Linked DNA regions of Mus musculus: regions 1, 2, 4, 5, 6 and 7 are each linked to region 3. A link is a contact called in public HiChIP or PLAC-seq, Micro-C and promoter capture Hi-C data. All regions are on one chromosome and are shown on one strand. Each heading gives the region's core, a stretch centred on a gene start, on an enhancer-like site or on the middle of the called end of the contact. The rest is flanking DNA. Distances are from core to core; before and after follow the strand shown. Region 1 overlaps Cacna1a (calcium channel, voltage-dependent, P/Q type, alpha 1A subunit). Region 2 holds the start of Gadd45gip1 (growth arrest and DNA-damage-inducible, gamma interacting protein 1). Region 3 holds the start of Palm3 (paralemmin 3). Region 4 overlaps Cacna1a (calcium channel, voltage-dependent, P/Q type, alpha 1A subunit). Region 5 holds the start of Dnase2a (deoxyribonuclease II alpha). Region 6 overlaps Cacna1a (calcium channel, voltage-dependent, P/Q type, alpha 1A subunit). Region 7 holds the start of Hook2 (hook microtubule tethering protein 2).

Region 1 (2,741 bases), core at 175-2,674, 610 kb after region 3:
AGATGTTCCAGAAGACTGGCACCTGGAGCCCAGAGCGAGGGCCACCCATCGACATGCCTAACAGCCAGCCCAACTCCCAGGTGCTGCTTCCCCCTACCGCAGGCTGGGTGGTTCAGGCAGAAAGGGTTCTCCCATACAGAGGCTCCAGACTCACCCTACCCCACCCTCTGCCTGACAGTCTGTGGAGATGCGAGAAATGGGTACTGATGGCTACTCAGACAGCGAACACTACCTCCCCATGGAAGGCCAGACCAGGGCCGCCTCCATGCCCCGCCTCCCAGCAGAGAACCAGGTGAGAGCTTGCAGGATTCTGGGCTGCCCCACACAAGTTACTGAGGATCTTATACCTCTCCCTTGGGGACCCCAGCCTGGGTGGGACCATCTGTAGCTTCGTGGGTGGGTTAGGGTGGAGACCACCCTTTCCTGACTCCTTCAGAGCCTGGTCCTCCTAACCGCTCTCTGACAAAAGCCAGAGAGAGATGGAGCACCTTGAGGCACATGGTAGTCAGTGCCAAATGGCTTCTGTCTGCCCTATTTGAGAGCACAAAGGGGCGGAGTGGGCTCGGAAGGGGTGGGTCCAGCTCTGGTGAGAGATGCCTTTGGGAATGCCTGCTTCAGCAGCATGAGGCGTCTCACACACCCAGGAGGCTGAGGAAAGAGGAATTCCAGGGCAGCTTAGGCTATAGACCTGGATCACCTCTCAAACAAGCAACACGACTTACATCTATAATCCTGCCACTTGGAAAGTGGAAACAGGAAGATTGGGAGTTCACAGTCAGACACTGCTCTATAGCTAGTTCGAGGCCAGCCTCTCACTGTGTGAGATCCTGACTCAAAACAAAACTAAAGAATCCTGACTAGTAGCTAGAGAAGTGGCTCACTGGGTAAGAGCATGCGCTGCTCTTGCAGAAGACCTGACTGAATTCCAGCACATGCCGGTTCACAGCCTCCTGTAACCAGAGCTCCAGGGACCCAGTGCCCTCTCCTCGCCTTCTCAAGCACCTACACACAGGTGCACAAACTCACACACATGTACACAAATAATAAACTAATTAAAAAAAAAAAAGAAAACTAGAATCCTAACTCCACAGCTGGAGAGTGGAGCTCATGGTATCCCCCTGCTTAGCATGGGCGGACCTGGTGCACTTCACACACATACCACTTACATGCAATACATACATACATGCACATGCATCCGTGTGTTCCCAGTGTTAACAGGCATGTCCGTGTGCACGCACATGGCCTGCTGCCTTCAGGAATAGAGCATGTCTGAAGAATCACAAAGCAGAGTCTGGGTGTTCCTGGGATGGCTGTCACATGTCTGGGAGGGTTGGGGGGTTGGGTGTGTACATGGTATGTGTGTCTCAGTGTGGCTGCTTCTCTTAGCTACTCCAGCCCCTTATAGGGAAGGCAAGATCCCCATGGGGACAGAGAAACAAGCATGCCTGGCTACTGCGCAATCGCAATGCAATCGGGAATGGGGATAAAGCCCAGGCTGCTACTGAGGACAAGAAGAAAGGGCAGGAGGAGGGGGGCAGCGGGAGGGGGCAGGCATGTCTGGCTGGGGCAGCTTGCCCTGCATTATGTAGCAGATTCGCTGTGTCTGGCTGGGTCATCATGGCCCAAGGGCCTGGCCTCTGGCTGTTGTGACCTTGGGGTGCATGTAGCTGCCCCATCCCTTCTGTCAGGCCTGGCCTGCTGGTCCCAAAACAGAGATGAGCCAAGCTGGGCTGAAGGCCACCTGGAAGCTTTGAGCTGAAGCTGGGGCGAGGCGGGGGAGGGGTGCTGGGCCGCAGTGCATCGCATGAAATGGGCCAGGAGCCTGTGGCCTTGCTGTCCCATCTGTCAGTCTCGTGTCTCTGCCATCTGTCTGTCTCCTGTCTCTTCTGTGCCTGTTGTGGGGGACAGCCAGCGGGGTCCTGGAGCACCCCCTCATCCGACACCACTGACACCGAGTTTTAACCTCTCTACCCTCCACCTCCTGCATGGACCACCCACTCACCATCCTTTCTGCCTTTTATATTTATTTCCTTCTTTCTGTTTTTTCTGTGTGCGCCATCCTGTGGGGCTGGGACAGAGGAGAAGGGGCCGGCCACGTGGAAATGACCTCAGTGTATGTACCGCGCCCGGCCAGCTCGGCTCCAGCCCCTCTCCCTCCCTGCCCTGTCTGTGACAGCTCCCACCATCTCCCACTACCCTCCACCCTACCCTTTCGTTCCAGATCCCACCCTAGCCCCACCTTGTGTGTTGGAGGAGCCCCTTCCTTGTGTGTTGTGTCCTGTGTGTGCAAGGGGCCACACGGCACCCCACATCGTCTTCAGAGCCTCCAAGAGGCCGACCTGCCCACCCTGCCCATTTCTTGCGGGTCTGTTCCTCCAGTTCAACCAGTGACCACTGGCCTACTGCCTCAGGTCCCTTAGCTCCTGCCTTGGGCTGGGTCCTGCACATCAGAGTTGGAGCAGGCCTGGTCCAGTTGGCCCTGTCTTCCTTCTTCTGCCTGCTACAGAGAGACCTGAAGACTGTCCATGGCAGAGCAAGAGCAAGGATTCTGGGACAGTAAATGCAGACTCAGAATGGTCTCCAGCACCTCCACTGCTAGGGCAGGCCAAGCTGGGCCTGAGGGATAGGGACCAGAGGTGGGGATGGGCGTGAGGGGCAAGAGAGTTGGGCCAAGGAGAAGCAGGGCTCCCAGGTCTGCACTCTGCAAACTGAGTATGCTTCTTGTCAGTCAGCCAGCCTGA
Region 2 (2,700 bases), core at 148-2,647, 810 kb after region 3:
TACACAGAAAAACACTGTCTCGAAAAACCAAAAAAAAAAAAAAAAAAAAAAAAAAAAAAAAAGGTAAACTGCACATGATGGTCTCAGATCTTTAATTTCAGCACTGGGAAGGCAGAGGCAGAACCCTGTAAGTTCCACAGTGAATTCCAGGCCAGCCAGCTGGCACTACATAACAAGACTCAAAAAAACCAAACAACACCAACACACACACACAAACACACACGACCAAACAAGTTAGAATCCATGGAGCTGGAGAAATGGCTGAAAAGTTTAAAATATTTCCTGTCTTCCAGAAGACTTGAAGAATTTGGTTTCTTGTATTCAAGTCCCTTGACAATTGCTTGTAAGGCCAGTCTGAGAGGGTTCCATTGGCTTCCACTGGCACCCACACATGAGGCGCACACACACACACACTAAATCTTTTTAAAGATTTAAAAGGTAACATAAGCCTAAATATTAAAGTAGAAATATTTAATATATTAGAGAAATTTAAAAGCACAGATGTGAAGGGAAATAAAATATACAATAAAGCAGACATATTTAAAGCATTAATATTTCAAAATTAAAAATCAAAATGTCAAATACAGTAATTTAAATAATACTGGCACACCAGTTTTTTTCTTTTCTTCTTTTTGTTGTTGTTGTTTCTCTGTTTAACAGCCCTGGCTGTTCTGGAAGTCACTCTGTACACCAGGCTGACCTTGAACTCACAAAGATCCGCCTGTCTCTACCTCCAAGTTATGAAATTAAAGGCATGCGCCCCTACCGCCCGGCCAACGCACGCCACTTTTAAGTCTTATTTTAAACAGGCTCATTACCGGTCATCCTAGCACAGGCGAGACTGATTTAGAAATCGATGCCATCCTGAATTATGCCAAGAAGTTCCAAGATGACCTGGCTACAGGATGATATCCTATTTCAAAATCCCAAATGATGGCCGGGAAGAAGGCTCGGAGGGTAAAGGCATTTGCCACCAGGCAAGATGATTTTAGTTCTATTCCCACAACTCTTGCTTGGTGGAAGGAGAAAACCGACTTCCCCAAGCTGTCCTCTGACCTCCACTTAATCACCAACACTTCAACACTTTCGTCCCCCAATAAATAAACTGCAGAAATCCTTTCTTTTTTTCTTTTTTGATACACGTAGTCTTGGCAGCCCTGGAACTCATAGAGATCCTCCTGCCTCTGCCTCCTGATTGCTGGAATTAAAGAGGTAAGCCACCAGCCATACAATATTCTCTTAACAAACAATTGCTCCCCCCGCCCCACCCGCATTAAACGTTCACCTGCGCCGTACGGACTAAAGCAGCGCGGCGCTCCTCCGCTCCCCGGCCGGAGGCCCCCGGTGTTTCCGCCGCGCAGGCAGCGCCGTAGCCAGCCCCGCTGCCGCGAGGACCCACAGCCAAGATGGCGGCGCTCGCAATGCGGAGTGGCTATCTCCTGCGGCTCTCTGTGGCTCTGGGTCCCAGGTCCCGCAGCTACCGTGCGCCCCCGCCCCCGCGCCGCCGTCCCGGGCCCCACTCGCCAGACCCGGAGAACCTGCTGACCCCGCGATGGCAGCTAACGCCCCGCTATGTGGCCAAGCAGTTCGGACGACATGGCGCCATCTCCGGGGTGCCCCCGGCCTCCCTGTGGCCCACCCCAGAGCAGCTGCGCGAGTTGGAGGCCGAGGAGCAAGAATGGTACCCGAGCTTAGCGACCATGCAAGAGTCGCTGCGCTTGCAGCAGCAGGCCTTGGAGGCAAGGCGCCAAGCCAGGTGGGTGTGATGGGGCACGTACCCCAGGGCCCCGAAACCAGGAATCATCCGTAGTAGGCACGCGGATCCCTTGTGGCGTGGGCTTAAACATTACATGTTAACTTTGCTGCAAAGCAGACATCCTTGTAGTCATTCAACTGCAGTTTTTGGTTTTTTGTTTTTTTTTTTTTCTTTTGGTTTTTCGAGACAGGGTTCTTCTGTGTAGCCCTGGCTATCCTGGAACTCACTCTGGTCTCGAACTCAGAAATCCGCCTGCCTCTGCCTCCCAAGTGCTGGGATTAAAGGCGTGCACCACCACCCCCGGCCTCAACTGCAGTTTTAATGTTTGTTTTTACTTGTCCTCTTCCTTTATCAGTAGCCTGCCCTTTTATTCTAAATAGCAAGGACTCAATTAACCAGAACTCATTTTATTGCCCAGGCTGGCCTCGAATCTAGGATCCATCTGTCTTTACCTTCTGAATATCTGCTATTACAGGCCTGTACCAGTCCCAGCCTCAACTCTATATACTTCCCTAGTTACTCTGCAAGGATATAAGGACCCACACACCAGGGAACAAAGCAGACAGAGGATTCGGATGATGACTGAGGAACCCCCCCCCCCCAAGGAAGACAAACACAGTTAAAAGTGCATGCTAGCTCTTGTGATGTTTAAGCAAATCCCCATATAACCAGATACTGTTACTGGAAAAATCTCAAGGCATGAGTTCCCAGTAGAGGGAGCAACTGTTGCAAAGGCCCTGAGGTTGAGAAGTGGGAATGATGATTCTCAATTAGAGAACAGCCCAGGTGAAACCTTTTATCACAAATAATCTGGTCTTGGTGGAGCACACCTTTAATCCCAGCCTTCTGGAGACAGGCAGGTTAGATCACCGAGTTTTGAGGCCAGCCAGCCTAGTCTATGTAGTGAGACCCTGTCTTGTGTGGCCACCGTAGCTAGGTAGTGG
Region 3 (2,913 bases), core at 396-2,895:
GTGAGCTAGCCAAGTGAGGAAGCCTCTGATTCAATGAGAGGCCCTATCTCAGCAAATACGGTGGTGACTGACACCAGCAATTGCGTCCGTGTGCACAGGACTAGGACACGTGGGTATAGACATTAAACAGGGCAGGGGTGTGGCTCAGTGCTGAGGACCTGCCTACCAGGTTCAACTCCAGCACACATACAAATATGTATTCATATATGCACACATATATGTCCTCTTGTCGTAGAAATATGTTTTCAGAATAATCTAGAAGCTTAAATTCAACTTCCCCCGCCCCCGTTCTAGGGATTGAATCTAGGGCCTTATGTATGCCAAGCAAGCTCTCTACCACAAAACCACATGTCCAACACCCCATTCCCCACCCACTTAGTTCTAGACAATTTATTACTAAGTTTCCTAGACTGGTTTTTAACTCACTTTGTAACCCAAGGGAGGCTTAACCTTGCCATTCTCCTACCTGAACCTTCCTGGAAGTGGGATTCCAAGTCAGGTGACCTACTTGATTCAGGTTCAATCAAACCTTCATATATATATGTATATATATTTGGCTCTGTTTTTGTTGAGACAGGGTTTTTCTGTATAGCCTTAACTGTCCTGGAACTCACTCTGTATTCCAGGCTGGCCTGGAACTCAGAAATCCACCTACCTCTGCCTCCTAAGTGCTGGGATCAAAGGCATGCGCCACCACCGCCAGGCAAATCTTTAGATTCTTAAGAGTCTGTACTAGACTGTGGAACATAGGCCATTCCAGCCCTTGAGGACAGCCCCAATCCAGTATGGTGGAGCCTGTGCTTCCAGGAGAGACACTCAACTTTACGTGCCAAAAGTGGCCCATGGAGCCCTGAAGCGGTCAGGAGAGGAGAGGCCTAGATGTGGGTAAGTTTACCACTCGGTGTGGTGGGGGAAGGGGTCCTTGCTCAGAGCAAGGTCCTCTGAAGCACCTAGCTGAGACAGACAAGGGCTGATCTCTTTCAAGACAAAGATCAAACCTGGTCTGGTTGTGGAGGTCTGTAATGACAGAGTTCAAAGGAAAGACATCCTCGGTAGTGAATTGGAGGCCATTTCCCTATCGTTTATTTCTACCCCCACCCTTAAACATTAAATAGCACAACAGGGTCTTCTGACCTGCAGGCCAATTGAAGTTATTCTCCCATTTCCCAGCGGGGCAAACTGAAGCCTTGAAACCTGAGGCAAATTGTCCACAGTGACCCACATCCTGGGCTTCTTGGTTGCCATGGTCTCCGAAAGCCGGGTCAGAGAGCTCTCCCTACAGCATGCTCCAAGGTCCTAGAAGGGAGAGCCAATGACTCTGGGCTTTTAGTAAAACTTTCCTGTGTGAGTGCCCAACGCAGGCGCGTGTTCCCCAGCGGCCGCGGGTCAGTGCTTGGCTGCTGTCCCCCACCTGCTGGAGCACCGGCGTGGCTGCGTGTATATGAACTGGGAGGCAGCCTAGCGCAGCGTGGAGGCCGGAGGCTGGTAAATAATTCATCCTGAGAAGTTGATAGCGCTCCCCAGCACTGCCCCAGCCCCAACCGGGCCGCGCCTCCCGCCCAAACCAGCTGGACCTGCTCTCCTGCTCCGCCCCACAGCCCCCTCCCATCAACCAAGGCCCAGTCTGGGGCCTTTGGCTCACACCTCTGCTGGGCAGTGATGGCTCTGCAGACCCCGGTGTTGTCTCCGGCCACACCCACGTAAGTGTCTGGGGTGGGGGCGGGAGGGCGGGGTGGAAAGGCTGGGGTAGGGGGCACCGGCCTGGCCTAAGAGCCCCAGTTGGCCTTTCTAAGGAGCCGAGGGGAGCACGAGGGGACGTGGTGGCCAAACCTGGGACCCATTCAGAGCCAAGCCTCTAGAGAGCTAGGCCTACTGCAGAGTTAGGGGACAAAGGGTGTCAGGATCCAAGAATGTGCATCCAAGTGTAATCCTGGTCACCAACCCTCTCAAGAATGCAGCGAGGAAATGCTAGAGATTCCAGGGAGAAAGGCGCGCCCCAACCTCCAAAGATTGGCAAAGTCTTAGGCAACAATGGCCACCCCTCCGCTCCTTGTCAGCAGCAACTCGATTATGGCTGAGGCACGACCTTGGAGTTAAGAGATGAGCGACGTGTGGGGAGTTCACCTTAGCTGAGGCTCTTTCAAAGTGAGAGAGGTTTGGTTCAGTCGCCAGCTTTTGCCTAGTATGGGATTATCCACCCTTAGTTAGGGAATGATGGGTAGAGGGGTTCCAAGAGATTATAGAAACTTCTAGAAAGAGGGCTTCCCTCCAGTATGGACCCCAATTCTGTCCTTTACTCTCTGTGCCCTCCATTGCATTATTCACCAAGTACAAACCTGGTTGCTTAGCAATGGGAACCCGATCCTCCCCCCCCCCAAGGAAGAGTTAGGGAGATAGCATCTTAGGAGTGGGACAGCTGAGGGGGACTTCAGCCCTCCCCCAAGGACAGAGTGATGAACAGGAGTCTAGACTTCCCTAGGGACATCTGTCAGGCAACCTTCAGCCCTTGCCCTAGTCGAAATCCCCTCCTCTAGGAGGGTCTCTGGCCTCCTATGTGTATCCAAATGAAGGTCCTTAGAGCCCCTGAACCCTGCACTGTGTGTTGCCAACACTGAGGGAGAAGTCCTTCGTGTCCTCATTCACCCTCCTGACTTCAGACAATCTCATGCTGTGTGTGTGTGTGTGTGTGTGTGTGTGTGTGAATGCATTTGTGTGTGTGTGAGTGAATGTGTAGAAGAGTGATAACTGTGAGTGTGAATGTGTGTGGGTAGATGTGTGTGTTCTGTGGATGTAACTGTGTGTATATAAGAGTGTGTGGTTGCATGTTTGTATGTCTTCTGTGAATGTGTGTGTGTACATATGAGAGGTGTGGGTGCATGCATGTGTATGTGTATGAGTGTATGTGTGTGTGTA
Region 4 (2,700 bases), core at 13-2,512, 580 kb after region 3:
GGACAGGCAGGGCCCACCTAGGGAAGTCCAGGGGCCAAGAATAGCCTCATCTCCCCACCCGCAGCAGCGGCCCCTTGGTAGGCCCTGGGCTGATCAGAGCTCACTCGCCCTGGGAGCTGAGACCTTCCTGCTTCCCGCAGGCCTGGTCCCGAGACACCACCCAGCCCCAGAAGCTGAGAAGCCATCCCTGAGAGGGGGGAAAAGGGCCCCTAATGCATCTTCTCCGACTCAGCGGGCAGCGAGGACTCACCCTGCAGCCGAACAGCCCCAGCTCCCTCCCGTCCTCCCCATTCCCGCTCGCCAAGGGGGTAAGAAAAGATGCCCTTCCGCTTCTCCCCATTGGCTCCAGCCGCTGCTCCTCTGGGCCGTGGGGTGAGGTCAGGGCGGGCAGGAGCGGGTGGGCAGCTCGGCAGGGCAGGGCAGGGCAGGGTGCCCGGTGAGTCCCAGGACAGATGCATTTCTGGCCCCGAGCGTAACATGCCCTCGGAACCGCACTTGCCCCCTAGGCCTGCGTGTGCTGGTGCCCTTCCCCCACCCCGCCCGTGTCTGTGCTTTGTACTCTTGTGCTGGGTTCTGCAACTTGACCCGCTTGTGTCCTATCGTCTCAGTGCATTTGGTTGTTGGGAGAAATAAAAACCATCTCGATTTTTTTCCTGATTGGATGATTCGGATGTATTTTCTTTTCTGTGCTCTTTTGTTATTTCCTCCTGGACCCTGTTCCTTTCTTTTCCTCCCCCTTCCCACACCTTTTCCCCACTTGTGAGTGGGCCTGGCTGGGTGGGCTTAAGCTTTTGAGTTGATATCTCTTCCCTCCCCTAACCCCCTCCTCTCCCTCACTCCTTTTTTATTTATTTATTTTTTGAGTTCCCCTCTGCTCCATTGCATTAACGGTGCTTTCTCTCCTCTCCCTCCTCATTTGGGGTGTGGCTTGCTTTTTTCCTATTGGTTGGCTTCATGTAGGGGCCTCTGTGAGTGTTGAATACTCTAAGCTCCTCAGGGTGGGTGGAAGGTCACCTTTCTTCCTCATCTCCTCAGAATAACTTCATCAACCTGAGCTTTCTCCGCCTCTTCCGTGCTGCCAGACTCATCAAACTCCTCCGCCAGGGTTACACCATCCGCATTCTCCTCTGGACTTTCGTGCAGTCCTTCAAGGTGAGACACAGCCGCCGCTACTGCTGCCGGCCCGTCCCGGGCCAGAACAGACCTCCTAGCTCCGGGTAAAATGGGGAAACCACACTGAAAGTGCTTCTGTAATCGTCTGATGTCTACACCCAGCGTCTACAGAGCTCTGAAGGCCCTGTCCCGAAGCCCTGTAGCCTGGGGCACGTGATCACCTGACCCAGTTCAGAAGGCTCTGGGCAAGTCGCGTGGCGCCCTTTCTCACTGCCTTCCTTCCCTCCAGGCCCTACCTTATGTCTGTCTGCTGATCGCCATGCTCTTCTTCATCTACGCCATCATCGGGATGCAGGTGACCCCGCACCCGTGGGTACCAGGGCTGCGGGAGGGATCCTGCGTCAAAGGGAGCCAGGGTGGCTGTGACTGCCCTCATGGTCACCCTCCAACTCCGCAGGTGTTTGGCAACATCGGCATTGACGGGGAAGACGAGGACAGCGACGAGGATGAATTCCAAATCACGGAGCACAATAACTTCCGGACCTTCTTCCAAGCGCTCATGCTTCTCTTCCGGTGAGGGGCGTGGGGGAATTGTCCTTCCGTTTAGGTTGGGTTCAGACCTGTCTTCATTCTGTGTGTTCATTACTCTTCTGCCTGAGAATATGATCCCTCTGACTCTCCAGTTGGGGTGAAGTTAAGTACTGCCCAAATCTCCGTCCCTTCTTCCCAGCAGTGCTTTCTTTAGGACAAGGATCTGGGACAGAGTACAAGCTTAGAAGGAATGTCACTGGTGTTACCTAGTTGAATCCTCCTGATCAGCTTTTGAGATGGGAGTCCTTCTGAGACCATCTTACATATGCTAGAAACAAAGAATAATCCCTGACCCGCAAAGGACACACTAACAAAACAAGACAGTTCTTTTCATAAAAAGCACGCAATAAGACTCAAATGATTTAGCCAAGGTAGCTTCTCTCTTTTATCCCTGACATAGATATTGACTGTATTTCATACCATTGGTGGCAGCCACTTCAAAAGCTGATGTGATTAGCCAGTTGGTGCAAGGGGACAAGGAAAAATCAGAAAACATAAGCTCTTGCTGGGCTAACTACTTTTAATAGAAGGGGGGAAAGTGTGTCTTATAATCCCCACTCTGTTATACTCCCTCCCCAGCTTTGCCAGCATTAATTGACCATTTGAAGTTTCTAATAGCAGTAAGCCATTGTTATAATAAGTTATGGATTAAGCATGGTCCAAGGTAAGCCCACCTTTCTAGAGAAAGTCCCTTAACCATTTGATTGACCTGGCCCAAGTGCAATGTGAGATTTTCACCCTAGATAGAAAGAGGAAGGTTGCCGGGCAGTGGTGGTGCATGCCTTTAATCCCAGCACTTGGGAGGCAGAGGCAGGAGGATTTCTGAGTTCCAGGTCAGCCAGGGTTACACAGAGAAACCCTGCCTCAAAAAAACAAAAGGAGGGGGGGGAGGAAGAGGAAGAAGAAGAAGAAGAGGGAGAGGGAGAAGAAGAAGAAGAAGAAGAAGAAGAAGAAGAAGAAGAAGAAGAAGAAGAAGAAGAAGGAGGAGGAGGAGGA
Region 5 (2,774 bases), core at 91-2,590, 890 kb after region 3:
ATTCAGGTCCCAGCACCTGTAACTCCAACTCCTGGGATCTAACACTTATGGGTGTCTGCACAGCCTACATCTGATACATGCAAACTGGCATAGGCACACACACACAGATACACATTTAAAAAAAGGTAAAAGCTGGAGACTGGCTCATATTTATAATCCCAGCATCCTTCAGGAAGCTGAGCAAAAGTTGAGAGTTCCAGGCTAACCTGAGCTACAATGAGATCCTGTCTTAAAAAAAAGAGAAGGGCCGATAAGATGACTCAGCCTTTAAGGGTGCTTGCTCTCAAGCTCGCTGCCCTGAGTTTGACCTCCAAATCCCATCTGGTGAAAGGAGAAGCTCCCACACACTGTCCTGTCCTCCACTTGCATGCTGTGCCATGTGCTCGTGCATTTACACGTACGTACGACGTGCATGAGCACCCCTGTGATTTGAACACTTGGACGGTAAAGACAGGAAGATCAGGAGTTCAAGGGTAAGCCACAGTGTTAAGAGGTCAGAGAAGGGGGGGGAGGGGACCAGGAAAAATTGTTGCATTGTTGCAAGCTTTAAAATTGCTGCATTCTTTAAAATTGCTGCATGCGGGCTGGTGAGATGGCTCAGTGGGTAAGAGCACCCGACTGCTCTTCCGAAGGTCTGAAGTTCAAATCCCAGCAACCACATGGTGGCTCACAACCACCCGTAATGAGATCTGATGCCCTCTTCTGGTGTATCTGAAGACAACTACAGTGTACTTACATATAATAAATAAATAAATCTTTAAAAACAAATTGCTGCATGCTTTTAAAAAGCCTTCCAGAAGCAGAGGCCGGGGCAGGCAGATATCAGGGAGTTCCAGGCCAGCCAGGGGCACATAATGAGATCCTGTCTAAAAAAACAGAACGGGGGAAAGGAAAGAATTGGACCGGTCCAGGCACACAAGTGATGCACAAACATACATGTAGGCAAGACCATCCAAAAAGTTAAAAGAGTTGTAGAGCAGTAATGGAAAAGAAATAGAAAGACAGATTTGTTCCTAATTCAGAACCTGAATAAAAAACAAAACAAAAAAGCCCCAGAACTTGGAGCGCCTTAGAAGTCACGTGACAGCCAATGCCCAAGGGAGAGGCGTGTCCACGGATGAAGCCTATCCGGAGCTGAGTCGGCCAGAAGCGGGAGGACGGGGCGGGGAGGACATTGGAGGAGGCGGGGTCCGCTTGTGGGACAACTTCATAGGAAGCCCCGCCTCCGTATTGGGCCTGGCGGGCTTCGTCTCCACCCTCGCGAAGCCGGGACACAGATCTCTTCGGTTTTTAGGGGAAGTTCATCTGAATCTCGTGACCCGGCTGTCCCCGGGTCTTTTAGAGTCCATTGCTGTCGCCTCATGGCAACACTGAGATCGCTGCTGCTGGCTGCGCTGCTGTGGGTCCCTGCCGAAGCCCTGAGCTGCTATGGGGACTCCGGGCAGCCTGTGGATTGGTGAGTAAGTAGTCGCGGGACTGTCCCCCGCACACTGCCTGGGGACCGGCGCGGGAATCCAAAAAACCTCAGATTCCTTCTCTCCCCCAACCTCATGTCTTCACGGACCTCCAGGTTCGTGGTATACAAGCTGCCGGCTCACAGCGGGTCTAGGGATACTCCAAAGGGACTGACGTATAAATACATGGACCAGAACTCCGACGGTTGGCAAGACGGTGTAGGGTACATCAACAGCTCGGAGGGAGCCGTGGGCCGCAGCTTGCAGCCATTGTACCGAAAGAACTCCAGCCAGGTGACTTGAGTGCCGTCGGAACCCGGGCCGGGACACTGTGGTGGGTCTCGCGGGGAAGGGAGGGTAGTTACATAGCCTCTGTGCATTCTCCTAGCTGGCCTTTCTACTCTACAACGACCAACCTCCTAAATCCAGCTCAGCTCGGGACTCTACCGGCCATGGGCATACGAAGGGTGAGAGGCTTGGACTGGTGGTCGTGGAGCCTCCCTGAATTGTAAATTTTACCCTTACTAACCTTTGGCCTGATGAAGGGTGGGGATTTGCCCTGTCACTGGCCTCCGTTTCCCGCTCTAAGACCCCAGCCATCTGAGGCCCCGTACCTGCTTGCAGGTGAGCTAGCTTGACCTCTTCCTTCTGGTTCAGGTGTCCTGCTCCTGGACCAAGAAGGGGGCTTCTGGCTGGTCCACAGTGTGCCTCGCTTCCCACCCCCTGCGTCCTCTGGTGCATACACCTGGCCTCCTAATGCTCAAACCTTCGGCCAGACCCTACTCTGTGTGTCCCTCCCGTTCACTCAGTTTGCAAGGATTGGTGAGTTGAATCACTGAGAAGCCAAGCCTCAAACTCCTCTGAGGAACCAGTCTCACACGGCTCCCTCGCCTTGTCTTCTAGGCAAGCAGCTAACCTACACCTATCCCCTTGTCTATGACCACAAGCTGGAAGGCTTCTTCGCTCAGAAATTACCTGACCTAGAGACGGTGATCAAGAACCAACATGTCCTCCATGAGCCCTGGAATAGCAGTGTAATACTCACTTCCCAAGCTGGGGCCACCTTCCAGAGCTTTGCCAAATTTGGAAAATTTGGAGATGGTAAGCCTTGATGTTGAGGGGTGGGGGGAGGGCACTTTCGTTGTAGAAGGGGGTCCCTAGTATCCCTAGGCCTGCGGGCAACACATTTAGAGCCCAGATGTCTTTGGGAGTCATATTACAATAATAACTATGAGCAGTAAACAGCCAGCAGACGGGTTGGGCGGGTGATACATATCTGTGACCTCAGCACTGTGGGGGCGGAGATGGAAGCTTGAAGTC
Region 6 (2,700 bases), core at 178-2,677, 540 kb after region 3:
TGCTGCAGTTCTGAGTTTCCTGCCTTGCTCTGCTTGTGTGGCCCCTCACACAGTCCTCAACACCTCCACTCCATGCACCCCAAATTGTTCACTGCTTGTTTCCTTTGCTGAGTGATGCTGAAGTTAAAGGTTTCTAGATAGGACCAGATTCCAGATCAGTCCCATCCAAGCTGGTTCATGTAAGACAAATGTCCTCTCCTCTCTGCCTCAGTTTCCTGCTCTGTTGAATGGAGCTGATCCTTTTATCCATCTGGTGCTGTGTTAATGCAGGAAGTCTTCAGGGTGCGGAAAGTGTTCAGTGAAGGGGGCTACTCTAATGATTGCCTCCAGATGGTCTAGGATAGTCTCCTGGTCTCAGCAGAGTATACCCCAAGGGAGAAATCATGGAAGCTGAAAGTGGGGCCACAGCCAGCTGCCTCTCCTAGGCATGGTGGGACAGGGCCCAACTTTTGAATCTTCCTTGAAGACACTTAAGGATTAAAGTTAACTGGAACTTGAACTGGGTATGGTGGCACACACCTTTGATCCCAGCACTTGGAAGGCAGAGGCAGTTGGAGCTCTGTGAGTCTGAGGCTAGCCTGGTCTACATAATGAGTTCTAGGACAGTTCTATAGCTAGTCAGAGCTATATTGTAAGACTCTGTCTCAAAAAAAAAAAAAGCAAACAAACAAACAAAACCAAGCCAGGTGGTGGCAGTGCAGGACTTTGGTCCTAACTTTTATGAGGCAAAGGCAGGCAGATCTCTGGGTTAGAAGCTATCCTGGTGTACAAAGCAAGTTCCAGGATAGTCAGGACTACACAGAGAAACTAAATAGATAGATGATATACAGAAAGACAGACAGGTAGATAGATGATTGATGGATAGATAGATGATAGATTAGATAGGTAGATGATTGAAGATAGATAGATTGATAGATGGATGATAGGTGATTGATGAATAGATGGATAGATAGATAGATAGATAGATAGATAGATAGATAGATAGATAGATAGATGATTGATAGATGATTGATGGATAGGTGATAGATTGATTGGTGATTGGTTTATTGATTGATATTTAGATGACTGATGGATAGATAGATAAATAATCGATAGATGATTGGTGGGTAGATAGATGGTTGATAGGTAGATGGATAGATAATTGATAGATAATTTTTAGATAGATGACTGATGGAGAGAGAGGAAGAGAGAGAGAGAGAGAGAGAGAGAGAGAGAGAGAGAGAGAGAGAGAGAGAGAGAGAGAGAGAGATAAACTGAAAATTTATGATTGGCTCTGCACGTTGGGCCAACAACAACAAAAAACCAGTAGTACCAGGGGTGTGAGCTAGAATCCTTAGTGCGGGGAGTGGGTGTGACTCAGTGTTAGAATTCTCCCACAGAGTAAGTGAGCCCTGGGTCCTCCCCAGCACTACAAAGAGTTCATGGAGTGTGTTCCCTTTCATCTCAAGAGCTCATAGCTGCTTGGGCAGCCTGGAGAAGAGCAGCTCTCTGTGAAGTGTACAATCAGGAAATAGTTATTTTCCTTTCTTTTCAGGGTGGGCAAAGCTTGGAGCCTTGTGGGTAATAGAACTGGGTATTGCCACATACCGTTCCTGCACTGTGCTGTGGCGCTGGGTAGGTCGCAGCCGCCCTGCTAATCCTAACATTCTTCCACTTTGACCCTCTTTAGAGAGAACCAGGGCTCTGGGGTCCCCGTGTCTGGTCCCAACTTGTCCACCACCAGGCCAATCCAGCAGGACCTGGGCCGCCAGGACCTGCCGCTGGCTGAGGATCTTGACAACATGAAGAATAACAAGCTGGCCACCGGGGAACCTGCCAGTCCCCACGACAGCCTGGGCCACAGCGGCCTTCCCCCCAGCCCCGCCAAAATCGGGAACAGCACCAACCCTGGTCCCGCCTTGGCCACCAATCCCCAGAACGCTGCCAGCCGCAGGACGCCCAACAATCCGGGCAACCCGTCCAACCCCGGCCCCCCCAAGACTCCCGAGAACAGCCTTATCGTCACCAACCCCAGCAGCACCCAGCCCAACTCAGCGAAGACTGCCAGGAAACCCGAGCACATGGCGGTGGAGATCCCCCCAGCCTGCCCGCCCCTCAACCACACCGTGGTCCAAGGTGAGGAGCCCCGCCAGGGCGTGCCTGGACCTTTTCCTCCGTAGTGTGTGCTCACTGGCTGCTCTCTGCACCCTGCCTTCCCTCCACAGAGCCCAACTGCCACAGTGGAGAGAGGAATCCACAAATGGGAACTGGGGGTCTGGGGACAGCTTGAAGGGTTAGGTCCACCATTGCTGTCCAAGACATGCCACACAGCTCGAAGAATCTTCTGTAAACGGTCCAGTGGCTCAATAAGAGTGGGAGGGGTGGGGTCTGGCTCAACTGGTAGAGTATTTGCCTAGCACACACTCCAGCACCACAGACAACCTTCAGTTAAGGTGGGCGGAAGCAGAAAGTTCACGAGTTTAAGGCCACCCTTAACTAAATGCTGAATTTAAGGCCAGCCTAGACCCCATCTCTGTTGTTAAACACAACGCTGATGTCTGTCCATCCCGAAGGTTTGTGTTTTCTGGTGTTATCACTGCAGCACACACTTCAGAAGGTTTGCATGCACCTCTTCAATCTTGGCAGTCAGAAGTCTCACACACCAGTGTGGCCCGTTCGGATCCACCTCGCTTATCTATCACCTGGGGCTCTGGCCCCTCA
Region 7 (2,880 bases), core at 226-2,725, 970 kb after region 3:
CCACTGTGGGGCATCAACTCTGGTGGATGTGGGATGGGGGAGCCAGTTGGCAGGCCCCATGCCCAGTCCAGTCTGGAAGCACACTCCCTTCTATACCTTTCCACAGGGTCTCAGGGACTGGAATCAGGAAAACAAGGCGTGAGGGTCTGTGGAAGTGTGAATCAGCCTCCAAGGCTCTCTGGTGTGTGCAGCTGAGAGTTTGAGTGGGTTGCAACCGAGTGTCTGTAGTAGATTAACAACTCTAGTAAGATAGAGGGCGGGTGGCTGATGTCGCTGGGCTCACCCAACCAGGACAGGGTCGCTGGACTGGATCCCGGCTCATTGCCTGGATGGAAGCAGAACATTATCCCCCTCCGAACTGAACCCGCCCCAAAGCAGAGCCGGCTCCACTCCTCCCTCTGGGCACATTTAATAGCCTCTAATTACAGCACATTACCCCACCCGCCAGAGAGGGGAGGGGCTACTAGTGGACCCAGGGGTCAAAGGGCGTGGTCTGGGCTTTACCCCTGGCGTCAAAGCCCGTGTACTTTGTAGCCGCTGTTTACTCATTTGCAAAGCGGCGGATTAAAAAAAAATTAAATAAAAAAATTAAATAATACAGTTTCTAAAATTAAGAAACAAAACCTGGGAATTAAAGTAGCCCTTGTCTCCTAGGGTCGTGGAAAACATTCAATTGTCTGTAGATATATAGCTTATTGTAAAGTCTGAAAACAGTAAGCACTCCACAAATGATGTCTTGAGACTTTATTGTCAAAAAATTCTAAGCTCTCTGCGCTCCCCTAAACCGGCTCAACCGGTGGACGCACCCTTTTCCCAGAAGGATGCGTTCCTACGTTCTGCGCGCCCCCTGGTGGGCTTCAGATCACCCGCAGCTTTGGCCAGGTCGAGTGTTTTTTAGGGCAGGAAGGTGCTCAAAGCACCCGGGGCCGGGAAGGAGCAGAGTAGCTCGCAGGAAAGAGACCCCGGGCTGGGCAAGTGCTATGTCCTTTACTCAGGACATACTTGACCCTTCCTGCTCCCAACCATACCCGAGTTTTCAGAAGGACTCCAGCCAGAATCACTTCTCTGGGGAAGACGCTTTTAAGATCCTCTCACTCCACGACTACAGGATTTATAATTATTCTCTGCGCCCACATTAAGAAAGGCTCAGATCATAACGCGGCTAAACCGGAGGATTTCTTTCAGCTTTGGGGGGGAACCATTAAAGTGCCTGTGAAACTGGGTGCGGTAGATCCGCCTTAAAAGGATCTTGAGGACCACTCCACTACATAAAGAGAAGCCGCGAGGAGTGGAGGTCACCAGCAGCAGGACTGAGCCAGACTGACACCTAGCGGCAGAATGTGCACTTGCCTATGTCCCGCATCTAAGATGGCGAGGCAAGTGTTTGCAATGGGAGATCACGTGTCTGGGGCGGAGCCTATGGCTAGGGGGCGGGGTGGAGCGGGGCGGCGCTCTAGGCCGAGCGGGAGGTCTGGGCTTCGGGCGCTCGCTGGTGGCGGACCCGGAGGCTGCTGCTGCGTGCCGGGGCTCCTTGGCCCGGATCGAATTCGATCCGGAGCCATGAGTGTGGACAAGGCCGAGCTATGCGGGTCTCTGCTCACCTGGGTAGGTCGGGGGGCGGGGCTGGGTCAGGTGTGCGCCCTCTCCTCTCGTCCTGTCTTGGTCTTCTTTCCTCGGTTTTGGACCTGGAAGGAGGAATAGATCGTAGGCTTGCTGGGCCGTTGGACTCTGACCTGACCACCTGCGTCTGTCACGTGGGCAGGCCTGAGCGAAAAGACCAGGTGAGGCCACGCCCCTCTGGAGGGCACAGGCCTGGTCACATGTTAGCAGTGGGGACCAGGTGACTGGTGGTAACGCCCTGACCTAGGTTTGCAGGGTTTGCCAGGATAGGTAAAATGAAGCCACGCCCCGTCCTTGCCTAGGCGTGTAGAAGTCACGCCCCCGAAGATGTGATATGTTGGTGCTACAGGCTAATGCCTTTCTAACCCCGTGAAATGTCTGATGGCTGGGGAAAAAGTCTGCAATTCCAGGTCCTCAATTTTCCTGTTGCCCTTCCGTCTTCCCCCTTTAGTTGCAGACGTTCCAAGTTTCACCCCCCTGTGCCAGTCCCCAGGACCTGAGCAGCGGACTCGCCATAGCCCATGTGCTGAATCAGATGTGAGTGTGGCGGCTGAGTGGGAGGATCCTGAAGGGCTCCCCAGCCTGCTCATCCCATCTTTCTGCCCCTAGAGACCCTTCCTGGTTCAACAACGAATGGCTCCAGGGCATCTCAGAGGACTCAAGCCCCAGCTGGAGGTTGAAGGTGACAGGTGGACTCATGACTAGGGAATAACTAGAGGACTTAAGGAGGTGAAGGCAAAGGGAAAGCTAGATACATGTCCTGTGCGATGGACAGGCAGTCTTGTCAGGAAGAGAGCCAGATGTCTGGTGATCAGCAAGCTATTTTTGTTTATATTGAGCACCCACAATAGGACAAAAAAACTTGCCACCATTCTTATGATGTGGGCAAAAGCACACACACAACACATGTTAACTTCCAAGAGGTGTGCTGGCAAATGCTTGTAATCCCAGCTATGGTGGTGTGTTAATACAGGAGGGTGGTAAACCATCCATCATCCCGTCTCAAAACCTTTAAAAGGCCAGGGATATAGTTGGCAAAAGAGAATTTGCTCACCCTACACAAGGTCCTGAGTTCAATCCCAAGTAGCAGGGTATGCTGGGTGGGGGGTGGGAGGGGGGATGGGCAGGGGTAGCCAGACCATGTGGCACACATGGAGTCCCAGTACTTAGCAAGCCAGAGGATCAGGACATCAAGGTTATCTTGGGTGGCTACACAGTAAGTTAGAACTCATTCTGAGCCACATGACACACTGCTTCAAG

The links. Promoter capture Hi-C pulls out the DNA fragments that hold promoters and counts their contacts. Hi-C and Micro-C count contacts between places; a contact is called where the count stands out from the background. HiChIP or PLAC-seq counts read pairs in DNA pulled down with a chosen protein or histone mark.
Region 1: an H3K27ac HiChIP or PLAC-seq map of embryonic stem cells shows a contact between it and region 3, with 3 times the contacts expected there. The contact joins the enhancer-like site here to the promoter of Palm3 in region 3. A contact is called at or near these places in 3 of 39 promoter capture datasets (embryonic stem cells, hippocampal neurons and liver), 2 of 484 Hi-C or Micro-C datasets (bone marrow-derived macrophages and embryonic stem cells), 7 of 115 datasets of contacts at active chromatin or transcription factors (embryonic midbrain, embryonic stem cells, extraembryonic endoderm stem cells and 2 more) and 2 of 9 other capture datasets (embryonic stem cells and macrophages).
Region 2: a contact with region 3 is called in an H3K4me3 HiChIP or PLAC-seq map of pro-B cells, with 5 times the contacts expected there. The contact joins the promoter of Gadd45gip1 here to the promoter of Palm3 in region 3. A contact is called at or near these places in 2 of 39 promoter capture datasets (cranial neural crest and embryonic stem cells), 1 of 484 Hi-C or Micro-C datasets (embryonic stem cells), 6 of 115 datasets of contacts at active chromatin or transcription factors (T-cell acute lymphoblastic leukemia, bone marrow-derived macrophages, embryonic stem cells and 3 more) and 3 of 9 other capture datasets (adipose tissue, embryonic stem cells and liver).
Region 4: a contact with region 3 is called in a promoter capture Hi-C map of embryonic stem cells, with 2.1 times the contacts expected there. The contact joins the enhancer-like site here to the promoter of Palm3 in region 3. A contact is called at or near these places in 4 of 39 promoter capture datasets (the 3T3-L1 cell line, embryonic stem cells, hippocampal neurons and 1 more), 1 of 15 datasets of contacts at CTCF or cohesin (embryonic stem cells), 2 of 484 Hi-C or Micro-C datasets (the G1E-ER4 cell line and the N1E-115 cell line), 5 of 115 datasets of contacts at active chromatin or transcription factors (embryonic stem cells, pancreatic cancer cells and stem cell-derived neural progenitor cells) and 2 of 9 other capture datasets (embryonic stem cells and macrophages).
Region 5: a contact with region 3 is called in a Micro-C map of embryonic stem cells, with 4 times the contacts expected there. The contact joins the promoter of Dnase2a here to the promoter of Palm3 in region 3. A contact is called at or near these places in 2 of 39 promoter capture datasets (cranial neural crest and second pharyngeal arch cranial neural crest) and 1 of 484 Hi-C or Micro-C datasets (embryonic stem cells).
Region 6: a promoter capture Hi-C map of hippocampal neurons shows a contact between it and region 3, with 6 times the contacts expected there. The contact joins the enhancer-like site here to the promoter of Palm3 in region 3. A contact is called at or near these places in 14 of 39 promoter capture datasets (the 3T3-L1 cell line, the C10 cell line, the HPC-7 cell line and 8 more), 1 of 484 Hi-C or Micro-C datasets (cortical neurons), 3 of 115 datasets of contacts at active chromatin or transcription factors (embryonic basal ganglia and embryonic stem cells) and 1 of 9 other capture datasets (embryonic stem cells).
Region 7: an H3K4me3 HiChIP or PLAC-seq map of embryonic limb bud shows a contact between it and region 3, with 6 times the contacts expected there. The contact joins the promoter of Hook2 here to the promoter of Palm3 in region 3. A contact is called at or near these places in 1 of 39 promoter capture datasets (the 3T3-L1 cell line) and 2 of 115 datasets of contacts at active chromatin or transcription factors (embryonic limb bud and extraembryonic endoderm stem cells).

Annotation. Positions count from the first base shown.
Region 1 is chr8:84,633,472-84,636,212 of GRCm38.p6, forward strand. Cacna1a (calcium channel, voltage-dependent, P/Q type, alpha 1A subunit) reads left to right here. Exons shown (of 47, transcript NM_007578.3): 42 at 1-80; 43 at 179-292; 44 at 2,078-2,113. Gm39212 (a long non-coding RNA gene) reads right to left here. Exons shown (of 3, transcript XR_003947427.1): 2 at 1-2,741. Among named protein-coding and RNA genes, the nearest start is that of Gm39212, 3.8 kb to the right of the region's middle. Within about 2 kb of position 1,425, at least 62 of the 459 cell types and tissues checked have an H3K27ac peak or open chromatin away from gene starts, as enhancers often do. A contact at or near this core is called in embryonic stem cells, where this site is marked.
Region 2 is chr8:84,830,885-84,833,584 of GRCm38.p6, forward strand. It overlaps Gadd45gip1 (growth arrest and DNA-damage-inducible, gamma interacting protein 1), which reads left to right and starts at 1,398. Exons shown (of 2, transcript NM_183358.4): 1 at 1,398-1,756. The coding sequence starts at 1,407. It also overlaps a transcript of Dand5 not described here.
Region 3 is chr8:84,019,829-84,022,741 of GRCm38.p6, forward strand. It overlaps Palm3 (paralemmin 3), which reads left to right and starts at 1,646. Exons shown (of 7, transcript NM_028877.1): 1 at 1,646-1,700. The coding sequence starts at 1,660.
Region 4 is chr8:84,600,354-84,603,053 of GRCm38.p6, forward strand. Cacna1a (calcium channel, voltage-dependent, P/Q type, alpha 1A subunit) reads left to right here. Exons shown (of 47, transcript NM_007578.3): 32 at 1,036-1,152; 33 at 1,403-1,468; 34 at 1,571-1,686. Among named protein-coding and RNA genes, the nearest start is that of Gm32854, 13 kb to the left of the region's middle. Within about 2 kb of position 1,263, at least 72 of the 459 cell types and tissues checked have an H3K27ac peak or open chromatin away from gene starts, as enhancers often do. A contact at or near this core is called in the N1E-115 cell line and embryonic stem cells, where this site is marked.
Region 5 is chr8:84,907,415-84,910,188 of GRCm38.p6, forward strand. It overlaps Dnase2a (deoxyribonuclease II alpha), which reads left to right and starts at 1,341. Exons shown (of 6, transcript NM_010062.4): 1 at 1,341-1,456; 2 at 1,571-1,748; 3 at 1,843-1,921; 4 at 2,112-2,276; 5 at 2,358-2,555. The coding sequence starts at 1,362.
Region 6 is chr8:84,564,279-84,566,978 of GRCm38.p6, forward strand. It overlaps Cacna1a (calcium channel, voltage-dependent, P/Q type, alpha 1A subunit), which reads left to right. Exons shown (of 47, transcript NM_007578.3): 20 at 1,670-2,115. Among named protein-coding and RNA genes, the nearest start is that of Gm32854, 23 kb to the right of the region's middle. Within about 2 kb of position 1,428, at least 9 of the 459 cell types and tissues checked have an H3K27ac peak or open chromatin away from gene starts, as enhancers often do.
Region 7 is chr8:84,989,148-84,992,027 of GRCm38.p6, forward strand. It overlaps Hook2 (hook microtubule tethering protein 2), which reads left to right and starts at 1,476. Exons shown (of 21, transcript NM_001372357.1): 1 at 1,476-1,605; 2 at 2,072-2,157; 3 at 2,230-2,302. The coding sequence starts at 1,561.